Regions from separate parts of the Mus musculus genome. Here region 2 is linked to region 1. Evidence: chromatin contacts called from public ChIA-PET data. All regions are on one chromosome and are shown on one strand. Each heading gives the region's core, a stretch centred on a gene start, on an enhancer-like site or on the middle of the called end of the contact. The rest is flanking DNA. Distances are from core to core; before and after follow the strand shown. Region 1 holds the start of Fam98b (family with sequence similarity 98, member B). Region 2 overlaps Rasgrp1 (RAS guanyl releasing protein 1).

What was found. ChIA-PET counts read pairs in DNA pulled down with a chosen protein or histone mark.
Region 2: an RNA polymerase II ChIA-PET map of effector CD8 T cells shows a contact between it and region 1, with 529 read pairs. The contact joins the enhancer-like site here to the promoter of Fam98b in region 1. A contact is called at or near these places in 1 of 15 datasets of contacts at CTCF or cohesin (CD8 T cells), 3 of 484 Hi-C or Micro-C datasets (CD4 T cells, CD8 T cells and nephron progenitors), 6 of 115 datasets of contacts at active chromatin or transcription factors (CD8 T cells, the SCID.adh cell line, bone marrow-derived macrophages and 3 more) and 2 of 9 other capture datasets (adipose tissue and liver).

What each region holds. Positions count from the first base shown.
Region 1 is chr2:117,247,560-117,252,650 of GRCm38.p6, forward strand. Fam98b (family with sequence similarity 98, member B) reads left to right here and starts at 2,180. Exons shown (of 8, transcript NM_026620.3): 1 at 2,180-2,279. The coding sequence starts at 2,209. Gm25189 (a small nuclear RNA gene) reads left to right here and starts at 712; the gene lies at 712-875.
Region 2 is chr2:117,309,852-117,314,942 of GRCm38.p6, forward strand. The region is part of intron 2 of Rasgrp1 (RAS guanyl releasing protein 1); the gene reads right to left. Among named protein-coding and RNA genes, the nearest start is that of Rasgrp1, 30 kb to the right of the region's middle. Within about 2 kb of position 2,695, at least 63 of the 459 cell types and tissues checked have an H3K27ac peak or open chromatin away from gene starts, as enhancers often do. A contact at or near this core is called in CD8 T cells, effector CD8 T cells and memory CD8 T cells, where this site is marked.

The DNA.
Region 1 (5,091 bases), core at 930-3,429:
ACACACACACACACACACTCACACTCACTCACACGTGCATGCTTGCGCTTGCAAAACCAACTATTTAAAGACTATACCTGATTAGTTCAATATTCTACTATATTCAGTTGATCAAAGTGGGTCACAGGATTTTTTTTTTTACTAAATACATTAATAATGATAGTGTGTAATCTTGACTTACTATCATAAATTATTTTATCACTTCTTAGAAATGGGTAAATTCTGTAATTCATTAACTTTATTTGCTAACCTTCTTCCCAACACATTTCAAATTTTATAAGACATTACACTTGCTGTTTTGAACAGCCAATATTTATCTCACTTTGCTCTTTCTAGGAGTACTTTTCAGCACTTTTTTACACTCTCATATTCTCATCTGTCAGTATTTTCTTTCCACTCAAACAACCCTGAGATTTCTTTTGACATGAATTTTTGGAAATAATTTATGTTACTCAGAAGATGTCTTTATTTTTTTAAATTTCTTTCTCTTTTTTCTTTCCTTTCTTTCTTGTCTTTCCCCCTTACCTCCTGTAGTGGCTATTCCTGGTTGTCAACTTGACTATATCTAGAATGAACTACAGTCCAGAATTGGAAGGCTCACCAGTGACCCTAATCTGGAGGCTGGGAGATAGAAGTTTCTGACCTGGATCTGGGTATGGAGATCTTGAGGCATAGTGGCTATGGATTCCAGAAGATTAAGGCAGGGAAATCATACTTACCTGGCAGGGGAGATACCATGATCACGAAGGTGGTTTTCCCAGGGCGAGGTGTATCCATTGCACTCCGGATGTGCTGACCACTGCGATTTCCCCAAATGCGGGAAACTCGACTGCATAATTTGTGGTAGTGGGGGACTGCGTTTGTGCTCTCCCCTTTAAACAAACAAACAAACAAAAAGACAGGGAGATCTGAGTTCAAGGTATGGTGGCACACACCTTTAATCTGGGCTACACCTTCTGATGGAGACCATTTAAGGACATTGAAAGAAGGGAGTCTCACTTTCTCTCCTTCGCGCCTGCTTGCCATGTGGGACTGAGCAACTGCTAGGTCCTTGGACTTCCATTCACAGCTGTTACTGACCATTGTTGGGAGTTGGACTGTAGACTGTAAGTCATCAATAAATTCCTTTACTATATAGAGACTACCCATAAGTTCTGTGACTCAAGAGAACCCTGACTAATACACCTTCCCCTTCCTTCTCTCCCTCTTCCTCTCCTTCCATCTTTCTTTCTTTCTTTCTTTCTCTCTCCCTCCCTCCCTCCCTCCCTCCCTCCCTCCCTCCCTCCCTCCTCTCTCTCTCTCTCTCTCTCTCTCTCTCTCTCTCTCTTTCTTTCTTTCTTTCTTTCTTTCTTTCTTTCTTTCTTCTTTTGCTGTTTGTTTTGTGAGCCAGTGTCTTACTTTGTAGCTCTGGCTGGCCTGGAGCTCACTGTATAGACTAACCTGGCCTTGAACTCAGGAGAAACATTGACTCCTGGGTGCTGGGATTAAAGGCATGTTGTGGCCTTGCTTTTATTTCTTATGGATGTTTCTACTGCATCTGGAGCTGTACCTTTTGTTGCTAATACATTCATAAATGACCAGCAACACAATACAAAATCTTGAATATGTATTTGAAGTGGTTCTGCAGATAGATGAACACAACAACTCACTTATTTGGTTCTATATTCATAATGAAATGATACCCTAGATCTCTTCTTATTAGAGCACTGGCACATGTATTGGCTCAATGGACTTATGTATATAGACATCCTGTTACTTTTTAGCTGGAGATCATTATAGTTTCCTTTTGGGATTTTTGTTATAAAAAGCAAGATGTATGTGTGTGGGGGCGACTGGAAAGTTGGCTCATTGGTTAAGAATGTGGCTGCTCTTTCAGAGGGCTTGATCTGTTGCCCTCTGCTGGTTTCCGGAGCATCTACACACACCTGACACACACCATAAACAAAAATTAAAAAATCTAAGGTGGGGTAGTATTCAACACCTACAGTAGAATCATGATAGTAAAAGATAGTGACTTCACATGGATAAGATCTAACACAAAGATGCTTATTTATTTTTTAAAAGTCTATTGTTGCAAACATGGCTTTTACGTTGCACCAAGCAGGGACTCCTCCACGGTTGCCACGGCTACAAGTCCCGGAACCTTGGCGTGCTGACGCTGGTTTCCGGCGGGATTTTTAGTGACGAACAGCTTTGGACCAAGCGACCATGAGAGGGCCAGAGCTCGGGCCCGAAACCAGCATGGAAGGGGACGTTCTGGACACCTTGGAGGCGCTGGGGTGAGTGTTCTCGTGGACAACTTCTCAGAGGAGAGGACGCTGGCCCTGCGCGTGGCCGCTGTGGCACGGGCGTGCGCTTCTCCCCGGAGCAGGCCTTGTGTACCGGGCGGTGCGCAGGCCTCTGCGCTCCGGGTAGCCGGGACCCTGGGAGCCGGCGGGAACGAGCGGCTGCAGCGAGAGGCCTGGCTGTGCCGGCCGTTTTCCCTCTTTCATTACATTCAGCCTGCAGCCGGCTCCTCCCGGGCCTCGGGGGGGTGGGGGGGGGAGCCCTTTGTATGGACGTAGATCCTGCTCCCGCCGCACCGCAGTTGCGTCTGGACTGTTGTGTCGCGCATGCTGCTCAAATCGGTGGCTTACTCAGGGCTGGGGGAGGACTCACTCCCGCTTCTTAGACTGAAGACTCTTAGTTAAGTGTGAACCCCTGCATTTAACCTTCTCCATTCCTTAAAGCACGTTTGTGTGGTAGGCAGGGAGAAACGACAGTTTTCAGAACGTCGTTACCACTTTAGGTGTTAAGAGGAACCCCGGGGTGGCGGTGATGAGGCGATCTGGACAAGCAGTGTTACTCCCCTCCATCCTGGTGTTCTTCCCAGCGCTTGCTCTTTTTACCTGTTTGTCACATGAACTTCACCCAGAGTTTGAGAAACTTGTCAACTTTCTTCACTGATGGACTCCTCCTGGCAACATACTAGAGTGGGGCCTGTCACAGCGATTGAAGAAAAAGTTCAGAGGAGGGTGTGTACTTGTGAGCAAAGGTCCAAACGGTTGAGGGTTAATAAACGGATCCTTTCCCCAACGTTGGCGCCATCTGCACAGACGTTTACCTCCTTAAGGTGGTTTCATTTTAGGGTAACTGCTCCTAAAGAAGTTTGAAACTATCATGCCTGGTTCCCTTATTTTCGTTCCCTCAAACTATTTTGTTCTTTTTTTTTCTAGCAAGTGTTAACTTTTGTTGCACCCTGATAATGCATACTTTGCTGCTACTCAGCATAACAGAACCTTGAATTTACTTGATCTTGAATAAAATGTTTGTTAAATAAAAAAACAGAACCAGCACGACAACATCAGGGCTATTTGTATTTCTATGAAATTTTCTTAACCCTGCAGGGGAAATATAACTAATACGAAGTTAAAATACCTTGGTGTGCGTAGGCTCCAGCTTGGATCCCAGACATTTACAATTTTTGGGATCTTGTAGCCATTTATGAAGTGCGAAGACAGTGGTTTTATTCTTCTTTGATTCCTGAAACATATTGTTTCTACCATAGCATTTAAGAAAGTGAAATTTGCTCTAATGTTGACATTTACTGAGAGACATTTGTTTCACATTATTCAATATGAGAGTTAAAACTGTTGCATACTTCAGAATCAGTGTTCCTGGAATGGCCAAAGACAAGATTTTGAAGTTTGAAAACCCCCCTCTATGATAACGAAATGTGGGAAATGTTACTGATTATGTATGTTGTAATTGATCACTGTCTTTTCGGATCTTCATGTGGATTTCGAGTAGTAATGTATTTTTTTATTGTGATTAAACCACGTAGTTTATCAATGAAAGTGCTTTAGGTTGTCATGTAAAGTAAAAAATGAATGCAATGGCTTAGAAAGGAAAGCTGCAAAAGACCATTGTAGAGATGTAGAGTGTTATAACAACAACAACAACAACAACAACAAAAATATCGATTAGGAATCAGTTTCCTCTTCCCTGAAATGAGTATCCGAAAGCCAATGCTTTCATGCTTCTTTGGTTATAGTAGTCTATGATTTTGTGAGCAGTCCATCTCAGCTAGTTGGTCTAGCTGGGCATTGCAGCCTTGTAGAGAGCTGATAAAATGTTAGGGTCTCGTATACACTACCGACTCCCTGAGTCATACTCTTCAGGGATATATTATAGTGTTGCAGATGTTATAAAACTTCACAGCCTACGTTGAGAATCACTGCTCATTTCAAACATTTATGGAGTATGGCCGTGTCTTGGACACTGTTCTGAGCAGTCAAGTGGTGAGCAAGATTGACTTGATTCCTGGCTTTACAGAGCTCACAGTTAAGAGTAAAAACAGATGTGGTTGTCCATTATACAGTGTAATAAGTGCTTCAAAGGAAAATAATCAGGGTGATGAAACAGAAGCCTTATGGGTTAGCGATAGATTCCTGAAGAAGTGATAGCTGAGTTGAAGTAGGAAGGATGAGTTGAAATCCAACTAAATGAGATTAGATGGGAAAGGAGGATGGCGTGCTCTGAATGGTAGTAGATATAAGACCTTGAATCCTGCAGTGTGCTGTGTTAGACAAGAGGAGGTAATGTGGCTTAAGACAGAGAGCAGAGGCCAGGCTTGGTGTGGGCTGTGGAGTTTGATGAGAGTACCAGAACATGCAATACCTTTATATCTATTGTTGTTCATTTTTTCTTTATCTACTAATAAGACCTGGCAGATTATTAAACATCTAACTTGAAAGTTCCTTCTGCCGGCACACTAATTGGGGAATTTTTATTTAATAGTTTGGGAAAGACATGATGGCTGCTTAGTGGTAGTGGGTACATCATAGTGTAGAGGAAAGAAGTGCATTATGGGACTTAGTGATGGTCCTTAATTATGGGTCCCTAGTACTCAAGGATTCATTTCCTCCACCAGTATTTATTAAGCAACAAAGTGAAATGACACACCATGGAATCAAAATTGTGTAGGGAAGACAGTGAAGATAGGGGGAGCCAGAAAGTACAAAGAATGCAGAGGGGCCAGTGGCATGGAGCCTCAGGTCAAAGAGCGTTTGCTGGTGTGGTGAATGATGAGAAAGAAGCTGGAGGGATAGA
Region 2 (5,091 bases), core at 1,445-3,944, 63 kb after region 1:
CTTGGGAAAAGTGGTAGTGTTCATATTCCTCAACACCGTGGTGAAAGGCAGGAGAAGCTACACACTATACCTAATGGGAGGCACACACTAGCATGGTCAGACAAATTTATTCAGGATGGACTGCCCCTAAGACTTGCTATCCCCACATTTCCTCATGGCTGGGCAAACATCTTCCCATGGTTATTCACATAGGATGGAAGGGTCCCAGAAGTATCCTCAGTGAGATCATGCAGGGTCTTTGGAAAGATTCACAGATCTAAAAGGGCTTACCATGGAGATTAGACAGACACTGAAAGTGTCTTCAAATATTTTATATTACTTGTTAGAAAGTTTAGATTCATTCTGTGAGATCACAAAAGGTAGCACCCGAGTTGATGGACAGACATAACAAGAAACAGAATTTGGCTTAACAGGTGGCAGAAAAGTTATTCACACCCAATGCTGAAAGCATTCCTATCACAGAGAACTTGGAGTCTGGAGATGATACCCAAAGAGTATGCTGGCATAGTGATTCTTGTTTACTAAAGTCCTTTGCAGACCAAGGCTATGCTAAGCATGGTACTGTGATTTCTAATTCTTAGAACAACCCAACATGTAGTTCACAACTTACAGGAGAGGAAATTCAAGGGTAGAAGGGTTGGGTAATATGTCCTAGATCAAAAAGACAGTGGGGCATAGAGGGAAGGATCTAGCCCAGTCTGCTTGATTCCAGAACTTTTTAAATTTCCTACGTACCTGGCTGCATGCTGTGTGGCCATCCGTCAGCCCAAGGGATTCATGTATTAAATGTGAAGCAGACTCAAGTGCTTTAAGAACATGTTTGACCCTCTGACTCTAGATTCTAGAAATGGTGCAAGAAAGCCTAGTTGGACTCAACCTGCATATAGAAAAATAACCTTTGTATTCTGATGATTTCTAGAAGTCTCTTATATGTCATGGTTGCTCCATCCTGATCTTGAATGTTGTCTTTAAGATGCCAGGGATTCTTGCCCAAGATACACAGGCATCTTCACACTCCCTGCCCCCATACCCTTTCTTCTACAGCTTCAGTAACATGCCCACATGGTGGTTTGTGAATCACACATGCTTTCTGTGGCAGTGAGAGCTGGAGAATGGTAAGGTCAGGAGGGGATGGCTCACTCAGTAAAGGAAGGCAGGGATGAATCGAGGGGAAGAACAAAGAGAAGTACTTTCTCTGTACACCTAGACAGGGTGTCACCTCTTCTCCCTTCCTGGTTCTCCTTTTTCTATGACATTGGCTTAGTCTCTTGCCCCTGCCCTACCACCATCTTTCTCCCACATGACCTTTGATGACTAGATAATCTCACCAAGGGAGCATTCCCTGCCTGCTCTCATCCCACAGAACAAACACTTCTTCAAGATGCTGGTCAGGGGGAATCTATCTACCTTCCAGGGTGCTGGATTTTATTTTGATAGTTTGTTATAATTGCTGTAAGCTGATTTAAATATTTCAATGAATAATTCTACTTTGTTTTCATCTTTAGGCTTTTAAAAATGCAGAGTGTCATATGAAAAATTCTAATAAGCAAAATGTGCAATGCATAATAAAATGTGCATAATTTTTCACTACCATCTGCTGTGCTAATTCTTAAAGGGGTTGAAACTTCAGTGGAGTGCACTGAACGTCACTCTTACCAACTTGCCTCAGGGAATGATGGACATATACTTCTTGGGAAATACCACAATGAAACACATCTAACCTGTGGACCATTTGCTTGAGGGAGTGAACAGAAGCTATGTGGGTATGTGGGCTCTGGAGTCATCTGTGTATGAGCCAACAATCCACTTTCTACCATCTACAGGCAAGAGCTATACTTTACAGAATCAGATTCTCAACTGCTCTTTATCTCCCTTTCTATCTAATGTACCTTTTTCCTTTAAAAAGCACTACAGGTCAGTGGGTGGGCATCTCACATCTACTTGTACCAATAAAGAAAAGTGACTCAGAAACTATTTTATATATAAAATATAAGGATTTCCAAAGGTGCCAATCCATGAGAGGTCACCTGTTTAACATGTATAAACATGGAGTCCATGCCCGGCACTGCAAAACCATGCTTTTATATTATTAATCAATATTGATCATGAAACTATTCTGCAAGGAGCAATGTCCTAGGTTCCAGAAGATATCTGAAGAGCTGAGGAAATGCTGCCATTAAAGAGTTCTGAATCTAGCTGAAGAAGGAACCACAGTTAATAGACCAATAGTTTTAGGCACCAAATGTTAGGAAGAGGAATCACAGGGGCCATGCTGAATGGTGGGAAGGTTAGGAGAAGGGAGAGACCCCATAGGGAGGATCAAGAAGTGGAAGAGACCACACGGTGGCAGGGGTGGGGAGAGCATTAAGAAAGGGAACAGATCTCACAGGGAGGGCTAGGGGAAGAGAGAGACCTCTTACATCTGTGCTGGTTCAGAGAGGGCCTCAGGAGGTCTCTGGCAAAGTGACTTGGAATGTCAAGGTTCACCTGTGTCTAAGTCTCCTCAGTCACTCTTCTTTTTCAGTTTTGTCTTAGATTCAAATAAGCTTCTAGCTTTAGACAGATGAACTGCTTCCGTGTGGTCTGAATTCTGTGAGAAAAACTCAGCAAAGGCTGCATTCCACATTCCTAAGCTTACTAATAGGGAAGGGGTGGCTTTCCAGTGAGACATGTCTGAGGGATACGATGAAAATACCACACTGCAAAGCTGACAGGAAGCACAAAGTCATGTGACCGACACCAGAGAGAAACTATAACACAGTCTTTGTGTCTCCTTTGTTTTGGTTTCTATGGAAACATCTTGATGTGTGAAAGATTTTGAGGGTACCAAAGGCAGAATGTCAGAAATCGGCATATTGAGAAGGAAGACGCATGGAGGTGGGGGTGGCTTGTATAACAGGAAGTAACAAGTATGCGCCATCCAGGGATCCGAGAAGCCAGGATCAGAAATCCTCGGGCAAGGCTGAACCTGCCAGAGGAGATCAGTATCCCAGAAATGAAGGCAGACTGGATCCAGGCAGAACCTAACAGGCACAGTCAGAACTCTGAACATCCGACAATGGGGCAGATGCTGCTTCTTGACAGCAAGACAATGCATTCTCTAAACTCTGGAAAGTACACCCCAAACTCTCTGGGCTTTGTGTCAGGTTCAGGGATTTTTAATGTTGATAGTGGCAGCTGAGACATCAAGTGTATGCGAAGGACTGTGGTTACATATACTTTCACCGCTTCTACTGCCTTATCAGCTTAAAACATATAATCCATGTCACCTTAATTTTTTAAAAAGGTCTTCAGCCTTCTAAACCTGGAGAGAACAGTATGGAGAAACCAAGTGTTGTGCTGAATGAGTGGGACCCATGACAAGCTTGCCAGTCAGTATGGCTGCTCTCCATAAGAAATGGAGGCAACACATGTCAGTCATGGTTATGGAGCTGGTGAATTGAATACCTAGCAGGAAGGGCTTTGGTCCCCAGCATTGGGTTCTTTCCTTGTCACTTCTGCTTGGGGTAGTAAAGTATCAGGAACAGCCTGAACATTTAGCCATCCATGCTATAAAGGTATTCCCACCAGTGCCCTGCTCTTCTTCCCACACCCAGCTCCATGAAGAACAGCTACACCTATATACAGATTCATCATTCTTTGTAGAACTAGAGAATATGCTCTAAAATTTTCCCCCAGCAATGCTAACCTTAAATCTACCCACTACTGCTTATGATCACAGAAGGTAGGTTCTACTGGTACCATTAGCCTGGGCCATCTAGAATGCTGACAGCCTCTGAGCCAATGGCAACTGGATAAAGATGGTGGCTTCCATAAGCTGACAGTAGTCTGAGTGGCCAGGAGAAGTGCTCTCTCTTTCTTCAGCAAACCAGGCACCAACAGTCACATCTCTCTCTGGGCATGCTCTGCTTCTGACCTAGATTTTTTTAGATGAGCGACTGCAATCTATAGATGTCTAATCAAGTGCACGGATTGCCTAAAGTGAGAAAGGGCTGTTTAGCTGCATTGGCTCTGCTGAACAAAACAGCTGATTTTCCTAGGGGGCTGCTTGCCTGAGTCTGGACCTGCCACATCTGTGGAACCAGGGATCTGAGAAGTCACAGGGGAAGTTGTCCTTAGCAAGTGTGCAAACTGGACACAGTTCCGAGAGTGAGTGGGTGGAGTGCAAAGAACTAAAGACTGTGCCGTGGCGGAAGTGGCACAGGAGGGAGGGCCCAGTGAGCTGACTCTGGTTTAGTGTGGTTACTTCAGACTCTGAGCATCACTTTTGGAAGACTATGCCCCCTTCTATTCCCAGAACCCATCAAATAGTGGAATTACCTGGCTGATTAGTATATTGCAGTTTGATTTGATTTAAAGGAAGCTGCCTCTGATACAGCCTTATTGGCAAACAGTCCGTGGCCCATCCCACTGTAACCTTAGGAATGCACCTTGCCAGGCAAAATAAAGCAATAGGCCAGGTCCCAACTTTCCAGAGGGAACCAGAGAACTGCCAGAAAGTGGCTGGTGGGGGGCTGGGCAACAATCAAGGGACTTGAAGAAGACAGAACTACAAACTGGGTGGGAAATGTGGGTTACTACTCTTCCTCTCACTTCTCTCTTGTCTATTAAATTCTAGGCATTTCTAACACAAAGCAGATTTCATGTTTGTGTGTGTGTGCTTTTTAAAAAAGAATATATGAAGCTGATTCTGTGCACAGCACTCCATACCCAAATACTGCTGGGAGAGAACTGGTCTCCCAGGAGTGCTGACACACCTGTAAGCATAGGTAAAACAATCACGTCTGTTCAATTTCCTGGCCCAAGAGGAACTCTCCCAGAGCCATCAAGATACAAGGAACCAAGGAACAGCAGGGAGACAAGATCCTTCCAGTTTCCATCTGCACCCCAGAGCTGACTGACACTGCACCACAGCTCTCCATACCCAAATTCTTCCCAGAGAGAACTGGTCTCCCAGGAGTGCTGACACACAGACTTTCAGGAGGCACAAGCCAAAGTCAGAGACAGCAAGACCAGCTAACACCAGAGATAACCAAGAGCAAGAACATAAGCAACAGAAACCAATGCTACTTGGCATCATCAGAACCCAGT